2 separate regions of the Sus scrofa genome follow, and region 2 is linked to region 1. The links are chromatin contacts, called in public HiChIP or PLAC-seq maps. All regions are on one chromosome and are shown on one strand. The core of a region is the stretch at or near the end of the contact, and the rest is flanking DNA. Distances in the headings are between cores, read along the strand shown.

Region 1 (3,649 bases), core at 545-3,044:
CTCCAAAGCTGTTCCTTCTCTGGTATCACACATCCCACCCTGTGCTGTCTGGTTTCCCGGTCTGTCTTCCCCTCCAGGCTGAGGGTGAGGGCTGACGTCATGTTCGTCCCCGTGGTGTCTTCACTCATTTGTGTTGACAACGATGAGTTAACTGTGAGTTCTCTGTTAAACCCGGCCAGAGGAAATGCTAGAAAGATGCTGCAAGACTAGAGGAGGACGAAGGGACAGTCTCCTTCCTGTGTGCCACTTTCTGACTCCTCGTCTGCTTCCTACTCCTGGGAGGAGCATCCCAGCCCTCTTCCTCACGTTCCTGCAGCAGCAGCTGAGTCCCGTTTGCAATTTCTTCAACCCTCGCAGAACCAGCCTCGCGGTGTCCCCCAAGAGACACCAGCAGTGGGTCAGCACTCTCTCCTCAGAGGCGTAGGTCCTGGTCTCTACAGAGCCCAGCGCCTCCGTTTCTAAGTTTTAATAATTCCAACCTCTTTCCTTGCTGTCCATAGACATGAGAGCTGCTTCCGGCAGTGGCCACCTCTGTGATGCAGTCAAGTTGTCTTTACACTGTTTAGTGACCTAGTTGATAACATAGCTGGTTAACAATTCTTTTTATTAATCTATTAAAACTTTCTGACCTCATCCTGATGGATACAGTCACCGAACCAAAGAAATTCTTTAACATGAGAGTGTCTGATTCAGATTTCTTCCTGTAACAACGCTGCTGGGTTAAAACCCATTTTATAAATATGGCGCCATCACATCAACGCTTACCCCCAAAACATGTGTTGAATTTGTAATGTTTTTGCCCATCACTTACTTCGGTAACCCTTTTTTTTCTAGGTGTTAAATGCGACACCATTGATTCAGAGGACCCTGGCTAATTTATGCTGGTCACTTCCTGCAGGATCCAGATCAAACTCTTTGTGCCTGGCCCTACCTTGGACCAACCGTGCTCCTGCTTCTCATTCCAGTCCTGCTGTGACAGGGGCCACCATCTGGAGCATCTGACCACGTACTCTACCGGTTTGTCATTTGCCTGCGTTTTCTGCCCTTTTCTCCCCAGCCACCCCCCACCCCCAACTATGGACAGGAGTATTTCATGTATTCCTAGGAATCCCCCACTGCTCGGTAAGTGTTATACAAACAAACAAACGAAGGAATGAAGCGGAAAATCAGGCAAAGGCAAAACCCACTTGACCTATGTCACCAGGGTTTATTGAGTGGGAGGCCTTGAGCACAACAGCACTTGATAAATGTTACCGATCGATCTTTCACTGGTGCAATTTATGACCCAGTCTCTCATGACCCCTTCTGACTTCGCTATAATTTTGCTATGGTTATTGGATCTAAATCTCTTAGAGGAAACATTAAGTTCTCCTGATGGCGACAGAGGCAGTCATAGAAGGAGGAGCATGAATTTGGAATCAGAAAAACCTAGGTTTAAATGCTGATACGGCCACTCATGACCTGTATGACCTCAGATAAGTTACTTAACCTCTCAGAGTCTCCATAGCTTCACCTGTAAGTTGGAGTTAAAATAATAAGCACTTGCTATATGCCGGATATATTCTCAATGTCAAAACATACAAATTAATATATACCCTCACAATAACCTTCTGAGGTACATACTATTGTCACATCCAGTTTACAGACAAGAAGACCAGTCTCAGGTGAAACAGCTTGCCTATAATCACTAACTAGGAATTCTTAGGGTTCAGGTATAGACCCAGGTGGTCTAGACTCCAGAGCCCGGCTTCCCAACCACCTGCTCTGTTGCCTCTTTCTTTCGTGATTACTGGAATCTCATTCAATGAGCTAATAATATGTATTGAGGGTGTGGCCCATACTAAGGGCTACATAAATGACTCTATTCTGGCATCCAGGAAGGAAATTCAGAAAAAGTGTGGATTCAACAACTTAGGTTCAGATTAGATTTACCATTGAAATGACTGGGCTGGTACGAACAGTTATTTTTGTTTCGAGCAATTTGGCAAAAAAAAAATCTCTGCCTCAAATAGTAGCAGAACATTTTCCTGCCCTGCTCAGTGGTCAACTTGGTGGAAGGCATTTGGTTCTGCAATGTTTATTCCGTGTTGTGTTGCTAAGGAAAAGGTGATGCAGTCAGATAGAAAGGCATGAGATGAAAGCTGAGCCATGCAGAGGCGGCTTCCTGAGCAAGCCCTCCCTAAAATAGCACACACTCTCCTGTAGCCTGCTTACGTGTCTCCCAGCACCTAGCCTTACCTGGCGGAATATATTTATTTCTTTATGTGTTATCTGCCCTCCCACAAAAATAGAGGCTCCATAGGGCTAGAATGTTACCTGTGCAGTTCCCTGCTGCGTGATTTTTGCCTTAAACAGTGTCCTGCTGAGAGTGGATTTTCAGTAAGTCCTCATCGAATGAGCAGGGGACAGGGTCCAGTTTTCTAGTAAGCACAGTTTTCGTGTGTTATTTTCCATACCCATTTCGGATAGGAATTGAAGATACAATCTTAACATGTAACTAAGAGAAAGCCGGTCCAGACCCAGGGCAGAATCAGAGGCTGTATTTCCTCGAGTGCTTGAGCACAGGGTGTGGATTCAGATGGGGCAGCCAGACCAGAGCTCTCAGAGGAGGCCTCACTGGAGGGCAGACCAGAATGGAATATGGAAGTGGTGTTGCTGATACTACCATGATTAAGGGCCAGCTTGAGACACCCCTTTGAGAATTCAGTGCCAGGAAAAATGTTGTCTCTCCTGAAAATGCAGTGAAGACTAACTGACTGGGTGCTGTACTTTTTGCTTTGGCTGCTTGGAAGTTTGGAACTGAAGCTAATATTTAGTAATAGCAGTGATAGTGACCTTGGCTATGGTTTTAGAATCTCTTTCTGATCTATACATACATATTCGAGTCACAGACTTGGTCCATCACTTACCAACTGTATAACTTTGGGCAAGTTAATGAACTTTTCTGAGCCTTGCTTTCCTATATAAAATAAATATTAACCTAATTCACAGCTTTTATGAATTTGAAATGAGACAAGCCATGTACTGAGGAGCGTACATGGAAGGGATGCCATGAGTGTTAGCTGTCAGTACTAATGGCCAAATAAGATACCAAAACTATGCTCCAGATGTATCTTCCAATTCACAGAAAGAGCCACGTTAACTTTTCAGGTTAAAAGTTATATTTTAAAGAGCCACGTTAACTTTTCAGTTTAAAAGTTATATTTTCAGTATAAAAATGTTTACCAATCCTCCAAAAGTTTAAGGTGAACCATATGAAATAATCGATACTCAACTCTTTTTGACTAATTTCAATGGCAATAGCTCTTCATGGCTCAGTATTTCCAGTGTGGTACCGTTGGTCACTGCCCACCAGAGGCAAATTCCTTGGATTTCCTGTGTCCACTCCAAGCTCCTTCCTCTCAGCCAGCTTGTTCATTTACACCTGTTTATAATGTATGCCCTACTTACTCCCAGAAACAACCCAGGAAGGTTCCATTCCTGTAAGAACATGGCTGTCTGTGCAGTTCATTTGACAATTAATCACCCACTGCCTTATGACAAATCCTCTGTTGCCTTGAACTCTTATGCAAATATTGTACTGGACTTAGCTTTTACAGGCCAAACGCTATTATCAGGGATAGAGAACAACCAGGCCACCTCCGAAGCA
Region 2 (3,649 bases), core at 557-3,056, 240 kb before region 1:
AGAAAAGCAGGAATTGTAGGCTCACCCCTTTTCTACCCTCACCATGTCAGTTTCCAGAAGCAGCCAACATCACCACTTGAGGCAACTGCTGCCCAGGGAACAAGCCTTGTCACCCATCTAAGATGCAACTTGAAATTTTTAAAACTTCCCCTGAACTGGGAGCACCTAGAGATGATTCATTTGTCTCCTGTGGGATGTTTTATAGGTAGACCTGACCTTGGCTTACCACACCCCATTTTGCCCAGCCCTCCTGTTACCTGTTCCTTTTTCTACCCCTTCCAGTTGGCCGTTTGACTCTTTATATACAATTTCATCTTCCATTTCCTGTCAACTTCTCTTCTCCCCACAATCTAAGGAAGCATACCAACCCCCCCCCCAAGCCCAACTTTCTACAAATAGTGAGGGTATCTAACAAGAAGGTTACACATTTACCCTAACTTTTCATAGGCAATTGTCTTCTACTGTAAGAGTCTACTGAGCGCTCAAGAGCGTCTCTTGTGGTAGCAGCATCAGCATCCATCAATATTGTGGATACTGATGCTGCTACCCAGGGGGTGGAGGGAGTGAGGAGAGGGCAGGAAGATGAGTAAGGGTGTGACATGATTTTTCCTCCGAGGTAACAATGCAAATCGGAAAAGTGATTCATAATGAGGAAGTCTCCGGGGGGCGTCATTTGCCCCTACAGAGACCTCTGTTTCGTGCGTGTATCCGCTGGTGCGTCTCATAGGACATTGCTCCTATTCTGGGAACTTGTAAAAGGAAACAGAGCTGGGAGGATGGATTTATCCAAATCGAAGGGAATAAAGCTCAGGGCAGGGCAGGGAAAGAAGAAACCGGAGCCCAGAGTCCCATGAGGAACAGAGTGTGGGACCCAGAAGAGAGAGTGCTGGGGTGAAGCGAGAGCCAGGGGACGGGAGGGGAGACCAGACTTCCAGGCACGCCTGGCCTCAAGCCACTCGCTAACAATGAAGAAACGAGTCCTGTCGGAAGATCCCTTCACACTCATGTTAAATAGTGTCCGTCAGAGCAGATGAAATGCTGGACAGTCACATGACACCCAGGAGGTTCGGAAGCCCTGAAGCGACTTGCTTCACAGGGGCAGTGCCCCTTGCTTAGGTACCCGCTAGCACTGCAAACTCAAGTGAGACCAGAGCTACACTGCTCCCTGCGCCCCCACCAGCATCAAATGGATATGCCTCAAAAAGGCGAAAAAACGAAGCAAAAAACACAGATGCAGAATTTCAACCTTGTTCACCCTTATAGCCCCACCCGGGAAAAGTCTTTACTTTCACAATACTGGCTTCCTTCTTCGCCCCGTGGTGCTAAGCCTCAGGACATGGTCTTGCTTCAGAACTTGAAGACCACTGAAGAGGAGGAGCACCTGTTTGTGAAAAACTCCACCTACGCTCCAGCCCTGCACTAAGAAGCTGTAATGATGCTCTCTTTGACCACACCTCACTGGCTCCAGCAGTGCTTCCCTAGACCAGACCAGCAGCAGCTCTTGCCTCAACCAGCTTCTAAATGGTCACCTGCTCCCACTCTTGTGCATTCGAGTCTATTCCCTCCAGAGCAGCCAGAGTAAGCCTTTAAAGGAAAAGCCAAAGTCAGACTCCGGCACCACCCACCCCCAATCCCCAAACCTTCTTCTGGCTTCTATTAGGTTTAGAATAGAATCCAGACTCCACCCCTGAGCTACAGGGCAATGTGCGGTCTCACCCGAGGTGCCCTCTCTGAGTGCATCACCCTCCCCTCTGGCGACCTGAGGGCATCAGGCTTTCTCCTGGAGCCACCAGCTGGCCCCTCTCAGGAATCTGGCCCTGATGTTCCTCGGCCTGAAACACTGTGTTCTTGGGTGTTCTCATGGCCTGCTCCCTGCCTTCAGGTCTCTGCTCACAAAGGTCAAGTGCTCAGGCAGACCGCCTCTGACCTCTGAACCTAAAATAGCCACCCCGTCCCTCTCGTGTGTGTTCTGTGTTCTTCTCTCTGTGCTCGTCCCCACCTGACGGTGTGGCCATGGGTCTGTTTCCTGCCCGGGCCGCTCCCTAGGATGTGAGCAAAATGAGGGTGGTCAGTCTTGTTCATGCTACATCCCCTCGTGAAAGTCAGTCAGTTTCTGGCAACTGCTCCATAAATATTTCTTAAATAAATAATTCTGATTGTCAGAGTTCTATCCGAGCTGAAAGCGTATTGCTTTTCCTTTGAACACTTGGCAATGGAACAGCTGCATTAGGGGAAACCACTGTGTTCTCTAAGAGAAGTCACTCCGGCAAATAATTAGTTATAGCAGAAAAGCTGCGGAGTGAGAGACGAGACTCAATTCACAAAGGATGAAGATGGCTCAAGTTCGAATTAGGAATCTGTCGCCCACATGATTCCTTCTCTGTATGCTTTGAAATGAACAGCAAGACAAGGCCCATTAGCTAAAAATAAACATACAAGCGAGATTTATATCAACGTTATTTCCTACCTTTCAATTTATTCTCAATGTTAAGCAACCTACTGGGTGTAGGGGACAGGCAGAATGACACCGAATCATTGAACTAGGGTCCCATGAGTCAGCAAAGTGAGGGCTCTGTTCAGAGCCCTGACATTCAGTGTGACGAGAAGTGGGACTGGCACTGAGAAGTGGGGACAGGAGAACTTTGCCATCAGTAATGAGCCCCAATGAGGGTAAGTACTATGTGTGCCGATATTCCCAGTGGCGACAGGTGTATAAAAATACAGAACTTTCTCTCAGTAAGCCAGCATCCTGACCACATCGCTTTTCATATTTTAAAACCTATGCAGGTGGTAACTCTAAGTTAAAAAGGACATGAAGATAACATAGCCTGGCACAGTGGTGAAATGTACAGATTTGGGGACCAAACTGACAGGTTCCTATTGGAACCTACCTCATAGGTATTATGATTAAGTGACTTAACAAATAACAAAATGTGGGCGTTCCCATCATGGCTCAGAGGAAACGAATCTGACTAGTATTCATGAGGACGCAAGTTTGATCCCTGGCCTCGCTCAGTGGGTTAAGGATCTGGCGTTGCTGTGAGCTGCGGTGTAGGTCATAAACATGGCTCGGATCTGGTGTGGCTGTGGCTGTGGCGTAGGCTGGCAGCCACAGCTCCGATTCAATCCCTGGCCTGGGAACCTCCATGTGCCTTGGGTGCGGCTCTAAAAAAAAAAAAAAAAAAAAAAAAGACAAAAAATAAAATAAAATAAAATATTAAAAAACACACACACACACCAAAAGGCTCTTTTTTTGGTCAGGTCTACAGCATGCAAATGTTCCTGGGCCAGGAATTGAACTTGACTGAGCCACAGCAGTGACAACTCACAATCCTTAACCACTAGGCTACCAGGGAACTCCAAAATACTTCAAATAATGTCTGGCACATTAAAAACTACTACATAAACAAACTCCTTTTAGAAAGTTTTCTAGGTTATTCTCCCTTTCACAAACTGTACATTCATCTTCTAAGAGTAATGTTCATCATAGTGTGTTTTGGGGGAAAACATTTAATTTTTTTAAAAAAACTTCCTTTAGAAAAAAGATGTAGTTATTTGCAACTGTCGGGAAGCACCAAGTATTGCCCAGAGATAGTCATTACTCACCTTTCCTGGTAAACACCTAGAGGCCTGTTTCAGTCCATGCACA

What was found. HiChIP or PLAC-seq counts read pairs in DNA pulled down with a chosen protein or histone mark.
Region 2: a contact with region 1 is called in an H3K27ac HiChIP or PLAC-seq map of skeletal muscle. The contact joins two enhancer-like sites. A contact is called at or near these places in 4 of 47 Hi-C or Micro-C datasets (epiblast stem cells, psoas muscle and skeletal muscle) and 1 of 2 datasets of contacts at active chromatin or transcription factors (skeletal muscle).

What each region holds. Positions count from the first base shown.
Region 1 is chr9:125,475,821-125,479,469 of Sscrofa11.1, reverse strand. It overlaps LOC110255527 (a long non-coding RNA gene), which reads left to right. Exons shown (of 2, transcript XR_002335969.1): 1 at 1-1,017. Among named protein-coding and RNA genes, the nearest start is that of C9H1orf21, 140 kb to the left of the region's middle. Within about 2 kb of position 1,794, at least 7 of the 83 cell types and tissues checked have an H3K27ac peak or open chromatin away from gene starts, as enhancers often do. A contact at or near this core is called in skeletal muscle, where this site is marked.
Region 2 is chr9:125,716,473-125,720,121 of Sscrofa11.1, reverse strand. All of the region lies in intron 2 of C9H1orf21, which reads right to left. Among named protein-coding and RNA genes, the nearest start is that of C9H1orf21, 110 kb to the right of the region's middle. Within about 2 kb of position 1,806, at least 3 of the 83 cell types and tissues checked have an H3K27ac peak or open chromatin away from gene starts, as enhancers often do. A contact at or near this core is called in skeletal muscle, where this site is marked.